2 separate regions of the Salmo salar genome follow, and region 1 is linked to region 2. The links are chromatin contacts, called in public Hi-C maps. All regions are on one chromosome and are shown on one strand. The core of a region is the stretch at or near the end of the contact, and the rest is flanking DNA. Distances in the headings are between cores, read along the strand shown.

The links. A called contact is a pair of places that touch in the nucleus more often than the background predicts.
Region 1: a Hi-C map of gill shows a contact between it and region 2, with 4 times the contacts expected there. The contact joins the promoter of LOC106612862 here to the promoter of LOC106612865 in region 2. A contact is called at or near these places in 2 of 3 Hi-C or Micro-C datasets (gill and muscle).

Annotation. Positions count from the first base shown.
Region 1 is chrssa09:128,190,472-128,195,082 of Ssal_v3.1, reverse strand. It overlaps LOC106612862 (BCAS3 microtubule associated cell migration factor), which reads left to right and starts at 2,864. Exons shown (of 26, transcript XM_045724535.1): 1 at 2,864-3,099; 2 at 4,226-4,283.
Region 2 is chrssa09:127,832,153-127,836,789 of Ssal_v3.1, reverse strand. It overlaps LOC106612865 (T-box transcription factor TBX2b), which reads left to right and starts at 1,974. Exons shown (of 7, transcript XM_014214451.2): 1 at 1,974-2,904; 2 at 4,033-4,309. The coding sequence starts at 2,546.

The sequences.
Region 1 (4,611 bases), core at 1,615-4,114, 360 kb before region 2:
TAAAAGACAATAGTTTACAGCACATGGAATATACAGTTGCAGTCGGAAGTTTACATACACTTATGTCGGAGTCATTCACTTATGTCGGAGTCATTCAAACTTGTTTTTCAACCACTCCACAAATTTCTTGTTAACGAACTATAGTTTTGGAAAGTCGGTTAGGACATCTACTTTGTGCATGACACAAGTCATTTTTCTAACAATTGTTTACAGGCAGATTATTTCACTTATAATTAACTGTATCACAATTCCAGTGGGTCAGAAGTTTACATACACTAAGTTGACTGTGCCTTTAAACAGCTTTAGAAGCTTCTGATAGGCTAATTGACATCATTTGAGCCAATTGGAGGTGTACCTGTGGATGTATTTCAAGCCCTACCTTCAAACTCTGTGCCTCTTTGCTTGACATCATGGGAAAATCAAAAGAAATCAGCCAAGACCTCAGAAAAAAAATTGTAGACCTCCACAAGTCTGGTTCATCCTTGGGAGCAATTTTCAAATGCCTGAAGGTACCACGTTCATCTGTACAAACAATAGTACGCAAGTATAAACACCATGGGACCACACAGCCGTCACACCGCTCAGGAAGGAGATGGGTTCTGTCTCCTAGAGATGAACATACTTTGGTGCGAAAAGTGCAAATCAATCCCAGAACAACAGCAAAGGACCTTGTGAAGATTCTGGAGGAAACAGGTACAAAAGTATCTATATCCACAGTAAAACGAGTCCTATATCGACATAACCTGAAAGGCCGCTCAGTAAGGAAGAAGCCACTACTCCAAAACCACCATAAAAAAGCAATACTACAGTTTGCAACTGCACATGGGGACAAAGATGGTACTTTTTGGAGTAATGTCCTCTGGTCTGATGAAACAAAAATAGAACTGTTTGGCCATAATGACCATCGTTATGTTTGGAGGAAAAAGGGGGAGGCTTGCAAGCCGAAGAACACCATCCCAACCGTGAAGCATGAGGGTGGCAGCATCATGTTGTGGGGGTGCTTTGCTGCCGGAGGGACTGGTGCACTTCACAAAATAGATGGCATCACGAGGGAGGAAAATTATGTGGATATATTGAAGCAACATCTCAAGACATCAGTCAGGAAGTTGAAGCTTGGTTGCAAATGGGTCTTCCAAATGGACATTGACCCAAAGCATACTTCCAAAGTTGTGTCAAAATGGCTTAAGGACAACAAAGTCAAGGTATTGGAATGGCCATCACAAATCCCTGACCTCAATCATTAAGAACATTTGTTGGCAGAACTGAAAAAGGCTGTGCGAGCAAGGAGGCCTACAAACCTGACTCAGTTACACCAGCTCTGTCAGGAGGAATGGGACAAAATTCACCCAACTTATTGTGGGAAGCTTGTGGAAGGCTACCCAAAATGTTAGACCCAAGTTAAACAATTTAAAGGCAATGCTACCAAATACTAATTGAGTGTATGTAAACTTCTGACCCACTGGGAATGTGATGAAAGAAATAAAAGCTGAAATAAATCATTCTCTCTACTATTATTCTGACAATTCACATTCTTAAAATAAAGTGTTGATCCTTACTGATCTAAGAAAGGGAATTTTTACAGGATTAAATGTCAGGAATTGTGAAAAACTAAGTTTGTATATGTATTTGGCTTAGGTGTATGTAAACTTCCGACTTAAACTGTATTAGTCTATTATAATATGGAAACATAATTAGATATTGTACATAATATTAGCATCAACATTGTCACGAGAATTTTCATCCCAATGTTATTAACTCAAAACTCACTATATGCTTTTACCAATTCCCCAGGGGTTGTAAGGCCCCGGTTAATAGAAGAATTCGACAAAGTCCCAGAAGTCTGCAAAAGGTTAGTTCTTTATTCAGAGAGCTCTGAATATCATACAATGTACACAGCCTTTTATACCTAACATTTGGTCATACCATATGTCATACTCCTTACAAATGCCTCTTCTCTTCTTTAACACTGTCAATGCTTTTTTACAAGTCTTCTCCATCACATACATTGCTTATCATATCCTGCCCCATGTTACATAATCTACTGCAAGCCTAAAGGTTTCTCCCCTCCCTGGGTGGGGAGACCTCTTTCCTGTTATTAGTTTCACAGTGGTCATAAATTGTCTGCTGTCTGTTAACAGTTCCCCTTTTCCTTGAATGTCTTACTTACATTGCTAAATCATTAAGCTTAAACCTTTCCTACACACACACACATTAGTACATTCATCTTATAATCACTCGGTTATACATTTTCAGGGTGAAATCATTTAGTCAAACCTTTAATCATATAATTTCCATTACAAACATACATCATTAAATTAATTTCACATATATGTAATTGTTTCCAATTTCTTTAAGAATATATTAATTTATAAGACTTGTTCATAAAAAAAAGTCATAAGGGCCTGAGATTAAAGTTCATATTCAGACCACTAGGGGTCAATGGTTTTAGAGATGTTGTCCAATAGGCCTCCCTCTGTAGTAAGCGGGTCTCCACTTAGCTCATCTCCTTGGTAGAGTAACATGCTCAATGCCTGTGTATTTAAGGGAGGAGATGGGATGGTTAGCTTCAACAAAGTGAGCTGCTACTGGATAGTCAGTGCTCTTACACCTGATTGAGCTGCGGTGTTCAGCTATGTGTTGTTTTAATTGTCTTTTCGTTAGTACTACGTAGGCTTTCCCACACGAACAGGTGATGAGATATATAACTCCCGTTGTCTTGCATGAGATGATACCCCTCACAGGGACTTTTCGACCCGTATGTGGGTGTCTGAAGAAGGATGTTTTTGTAGTGCTGTTGCACTTGGCGCATGCGCCATATTTGTATTTCCCATTTGGAATGGGTGTCAAGAGTGTCTGAGTGGGCTCAGGGGGAAGGTCAGATCTCACTGAGCTATCCCCAATATTGCGACCACGCTTACAGACCACAAGAAACAGTATTATTGTTCACTCTGATTGGTCGAGGACCTACAACACCGCCTCTCTTATACCCTGATTGGCTTGATGAATGCACAGGAATGCTGCCATTGGTCTCTTCAACACCTCTACAGTTTTCCCACTGTTTTGTTGCATTTGCTAAGGAGCTCCGTTGAACTAAAGAAGGTAACGTTAGCTAGAAAACAACACACTAGGTACGTATTGAATACCATATACATTTATTTGTTAAGCGAATGATATTTAATAAATAGATGTAGCTTCTGGTGTTTGACAATTTATGTTGTCTGGTGGTGGTTAGCTACCTGCTGTCTCAGACACAGGACTCTGACTCTTGTTCTTGACACAGCTAGCAAGCTACTATAGCTACATTTATCAAACAATGTTGGCATTTTACCCCTCAAACTATTCATATCAGCAGGTATTTAGCTTGCTTGTTAGCTGACTAAGTCGTCTTCGGTTGGTGATTTGAGGCTGGCCACCTAGCTGGAGGAACCAACTTTAACTAGATAACGTTAGATAGCAAATGTCGCAATCCTTGGCAAATAGCAAGGCTAACAGTAGTTCGTGCAACGTTACCTGTTCATTATTAGTTCGTTAATTTAACCCAAGTTCCTATAACCATTTGTCGGGAAACTTATTAGCTACAAACATAAAACCAAACCGCAAGAGGGCTCTAAGTTAGCTAACGTTACTAGGGGAGAGTGGCGTAAATTGAGCTCAAGAAGTAAGTTGAGCCACCCTTCTATGAAACCATACACAAAAGGTGTCATTTGACCAAGTATTTAGTTTAGAGGTCATCATTTCATGGAGTCTGTGAAGGAAAACAACACATGGAATGGTGCTCAGCAAGTAAAATAACAAAGATTTTCACCAAGTCAAATTCATTTATTGTTAGATGTTTCATTACATTTTACATTTTAGTCATTTTAGCAGACGCTCTTATCCAGAGCGACTTACAGTAGTGAATGCATACATTGCATACATTTTTTTCCCTTTTTTTTTCTTTTCTTACTGGTCCCCCGTGGGAATCGAACCCACAACCCTGGCGTTGCAAACACCATGCTCTACCAACTGAGCCACACGGGACCCTTTCGTAATACTTGTATCAAAACCAAAGTAGATCATTTCTATACATCAGTTGGGGTCTCCTATAAGCTTCAATATGAGGTCCTAAACCTAGCATGAAACGGGGTTAAAATTAAGACAAAAAGCGGGTGTGTTGAATTGTGTTTGGGAAATAAAGATGGACATGGTTTTAAAAAGGTAATGGTAATATTTAATTAATTTACAGATATTTTTAGGCGGCATAACGTATACTGTCCTGCAGCTCAACTTATCCCATACCCAAGGTAAGTTGTGCCAGGAGACCACTTTTTTGGGGCAAAACTGTAACGTTTACTTGATTTCAGATTATTTCCAGGGATACACAACATCCTGAAATATATGTAGCCTAGATATCTTTGTTAGAAACAATACTATATTTCCCTTGACGGAGTGATGCTGAATGTAAAAAATTCAACTTACCCCACTCTCCTACTGGTTAACAAGTGCTTTCACAGACTGACAGCTGGCTAACAACACTACACAAGGAAAGAGAACAGTTAGCCACTACATTTACAATTAACAGTAACTAGCAATACTAACACATTACCTAGAAGACAGTCACTTTTGCATGGC
Region 2 (4,637 bases), core at 725-3,224:
CAATAGTTATTGCACCTTATACCATTCAAAATGTGTGAAACTCTCAAAAGTAGACTACTTTTAAGCATAGATTACGTTTAATTTCATTCCGTTTTTTTATCTAATGTAAATCCTTCAAGCTCTCAACGTGCACTTGGAAAGGCATGTGTAATATTCTATTGAATATTACACATGCCAATGGAGATGTGCGAACACTGATATGGAAGAAATGTAGACCTACACAAAACACCGATTCAGCCGGCAATATAATGGTTAATCGGAAATGTGTGGTTTGTATCTGACGAATTTATTCGGAAGGATTATTCGTTTTTGTTTCCGTTTTTATGTCAAAGTGACGATGTTCTGGATTGAGCTAGAGCGGAACCGGTTCTACTTGTATGCGTCGGATCAACTTCTGGGCAGACTGTTCCGTGTATATCCAAATTCTCACATTTTGATGCAAAGTAATAATCATTCCGAAAGAGCATTCTCAGCCGCAAAACGCAAAGCATAACCGCAGCTTTGGCGTGGATGGCAAGGCGGATTGAACGGCGTCGCTGGTAGGATTTTAGGGTAAATATGAAGTGACAAGAGTCTGCTCTTATTGTGGTGCGTCAGCCGACTGGCGCCAAACGGCTCTTTAACCAACCGAATCCAAGTTAATCAAGCCTAGGGCCCACAGAATGGATTTCTTAAAGGTACAACACAGCAGTACCGAGACCGAGTTTCTGGTCGGGTTCTGAAGTGTGTAATGTACGTGTATGTGGTTTGACACATACCAACAAACAGCCCAGGCGAGTCCGGACACTGTTGTTCCCTCACGCTCAGAAGAGAGCCTGCCCATGACAATGTATTATAAATCATATCATTGCTGTGTCAGTTTATGCTGAAAATGAGAGCGAAGAAGATCATATTAGAATTAAAGGAATAGCCTACGTCTATACAGTATAGTATCGGAGAGCTATTGATAGGCTACGTCAGGCTATTCCTGGTATTATTATTTTCACTATTGAGGATATAAGGCAATCAAATAAAGTGAATGTACAATAATTCACTTTGCGTAGGTTATAACGTGTGCATGAAGAATTTATTGTGCCAAAAACCAAGTGAAGGGGACATAGGTTACACGTTAGAAAAACAATATATATTTCGTTTCTGTAAGGCTATAAGCAAGCACTTACCGCGTTCTATCTGTCAATTTTGCTCTCGAAATTCATTCATTCATCTGTTTTCTTTTCTTCATGCTTCGATGCAGCATCTGGTGCTGCGCTTTTCGAATAACCCGGGGCTGTTTTTAAAGTGGCAATGTCCGGTTTATTAGTCGCTGTCCTTGCGGTGAAGCGTTCACAAAACCGCAGCGAGTCACGGAAATCGACAGCCCTGGAATATAATCACTAAATCGAGTCCGATTGCCTACCATTGAGGTACGGGTGGCTGTGGACTCTCTTACCGTCTCAGCGTAGTCTATCTAAGTCTACCATTACGCACAAGCAGTGATGGAACTGTATGTTATTATGGCCAAACCACGATAAATACTTAAACAGATAAAACTGCGCGGGGATTTCTAACAAACGAAACTAGATAGAATGGCTATGAGGTAAAACTGACGAGGAACTAAACTGATAATATCAACTTCACATGGAATGGAACCACAACGAATCTATTTGGAATCTTCTTCATTCTTTAAAAAAAACAATCACCGGTATAGCCTACTAACATTATTTAGTCTACCTATAGGCTATCATGAAAGCGAATATAGAGTAATAAACGTAGGCTATCTATTCGGGCACTGTTTCTGGGCTGGAGTTATGCACCTCATCGAAAGTATAAAGCGCAAGCCGACCGAGGTGATGCCTCCACCGGTCAAGAATTGAGGGCTGACCCGGTGTTTGGTTTGGAGATGGGGGTGGGATTTCCCGAGCTTTCCTGTCATTGGTTAATATTTTATTCTGTTGACATGTTTTCTTACTGCTAATGCTTCCGACACCTTATTGTCCACCCCCTCTCTTCGAGTCTGGCTCGAGCTGTCAAAACCACGCCTATAGAGGCCCACAATTGGTCCAGAAAGCGTAAAATCAGCAATCAAAGGGGCTTGGTTCATTAGTGTTGGGATCGAGGCAGGAAGAACATGTGAGATAGTCACAGTTCTTCAGTGAACAGGGCAAGATCTAACCATTTCAACTCCGTGTCCGTGTGGAATGATTGCTTCAGCCTTCAGAGAGACATCTTATTTTTCTCAAAGCGACTGGTCGAGAGAAAGAAGGAAACAACGATTCTGCTCTCAAAGCGTAGCTGCTTCACTATCTTTGACTGATATTGTTACTGCACTTCGTGGAGGTACCAGCAACGGGAGTTTACGTGTAGTATAGGCTAGTTCCTATCAATTCAGTTTTTTTCTGCTATAACCCGTCTATTCATAGCCTATCTGGCACAGTATTCGACATTACTTGTGTATACTTCTTACAGAAATAACAATACATTATTCTGGAAACTGTCCTACTGATTTGCCGAGGGGGGAGAATATCACTGTATATCATAATTTCACTTCGATATTTTGGATGCACCGATGAGAGATCCAGTTTTCACAGGGACTGCCATGGCTTATCACCCTTTCCACGCTCACCGGCCGACCGACTTCTCCATGTCAGCTTTCCTAGCGGCCGCGCAGCCCTCCTTCTTCCCGACGCTCACTCTGCCTCACGCGGCTCTTACTAAGCCCATGTCGGACCACCTCGTCGGAGCCGCGGAGGCAGGGCTCCACCCGGCTCTCAGCCACCACCACCAGGCGGCTCATCTCCGCAGCCTGAAGAGCCTGGAGCCCGAGGAAGAGGTGGAGGACGACCCTAAAGTCACACTGGAGGCCAAGGACCTATGGGACCAGTTTCACAAAATAGGAACAGAGATGGTTATTACCAAATCTGGAAGGTAAGAGTGCGCTCTGATTATAATTGCCAGCGAGGCTGACTACAGCGTCATGGTTATTCTCTGTCCATCAATGGCGATTATAGCATGTAAATCTGGGTGGGACAAATATTGTCCATACTGTATAGGTTTTGTGTTCAGATTTATTCTGTAACGCTTCAGAAAGATTATGGCGAAAGCAAGCGGGTTCGAAAGTAGTTACATTTAGGATTCCAGCGAAACAATATTACAGGGCCTGCTCTAGGCTAGACTGGCTCAATGTGTTGATGCTATTCTTTGTAGACTATCGTCTGTTCTTTAACTTATAGGCCTAGTTTATTATCGAAATAAGTTAATTATTTAACTTAAAAGTGATAAATACAATCACAGTTTACTATTGTGACCTGACTTATAGCATTTTATTTAGTTTCGATGGTTCGATTGTTATAATCAAGCTTGGAGCGTCTTTAACAGCGTCTCCTACAGACGCTATCAGAGACCGTAAAGGATCAATATTTGCAATATTTAGAAAATGTTGAATGCATTAAAGACGAGCCGTTTTGAGTTTACTTTAGGTTAGTAGTCTTGCCAGAGAGGGAAAAAAACTCCCCTGGCTTTAGTCAGCAAAACGATACCAGTATATGGATCAAACTGCATTCTGTCATGACAGTTGAGCTTCTGGATTTTGTAAACAGACTGACGGACTGGAAAAAGAGGATTGTGATTTAACCTAAGTGATAGTGTCATGTCATAAATATATTTCACTTGACTGATTACAGACGAATTCCTAAATATTATAATCAACAAAATAAAATAAATACAGAATACTTGTAAGTAGGCTATTAGGCCTATCACTTACTCGTTTTATTTCCTACAACTATCATGGTATTTTCAAAGTTGCATGTACATAATTCGATGGAATGATTTTATTATAAAGAACACTTCTGTCAATTAATATTACTTTAATTTGCCTATATCGATTAAATAGTGTTGTATTTTCCCTGGACACAAAGGAGAGAGCCACTCGCCTAATGACATGTTAATACAATGTTATTGTCAGATTTCTGTGTCTTGTCTGATTACATTAAATGTCATATGTTTATGAATAAGCCTACATGCAGTTAATTCCACGCATATTTGTCTGTCTTCCAGGAGAATGTTTCCTCCGTTTAAAGTCCGAATAAATGGGCTCGATAAAAAAGCCAAGTATATTCTATTGATGGATATAGTCGCTGCCGACGACTGCCGTTACAAGTTCCACAATTCTCGCTGGATGGTAGCGGGAAAGGCCGATCCGGAGATGCCCAAAAGAATGTACATTCACCCGGATAGCCCGGCTACGGGAGAGCAGTGGATGGCCAAGCCTGTTGCTTTTCATAAACTGAAGCTGACCAACAATATATCGGACAAGCATGGATTTGTAAGTACTGTATGTTGACTTTTATTTACATTTAAACACGCAATTGTATTTGTGATTAATAATAATACATGACACACATTTTATACAGCTTATGTTTTAGGTTATGGAGTAACGCGGTGTATTTAAAGACAGATACTGTTGGATTTTTTAAGCGAGATATTTCTATATTTCTTGGATACTCTTATTCTATTTGCAACATTATTTTAGTAGGCCTAACGTATTGGCACTGCATTTTTCCCAATATGTATGGCTTAGTATTGCCACGCTGTTGCCACTGTCGACATGTGTTCAATGTGGGCCTGTTTCCAAATATGATCTCCCAATATATTATTGTCTA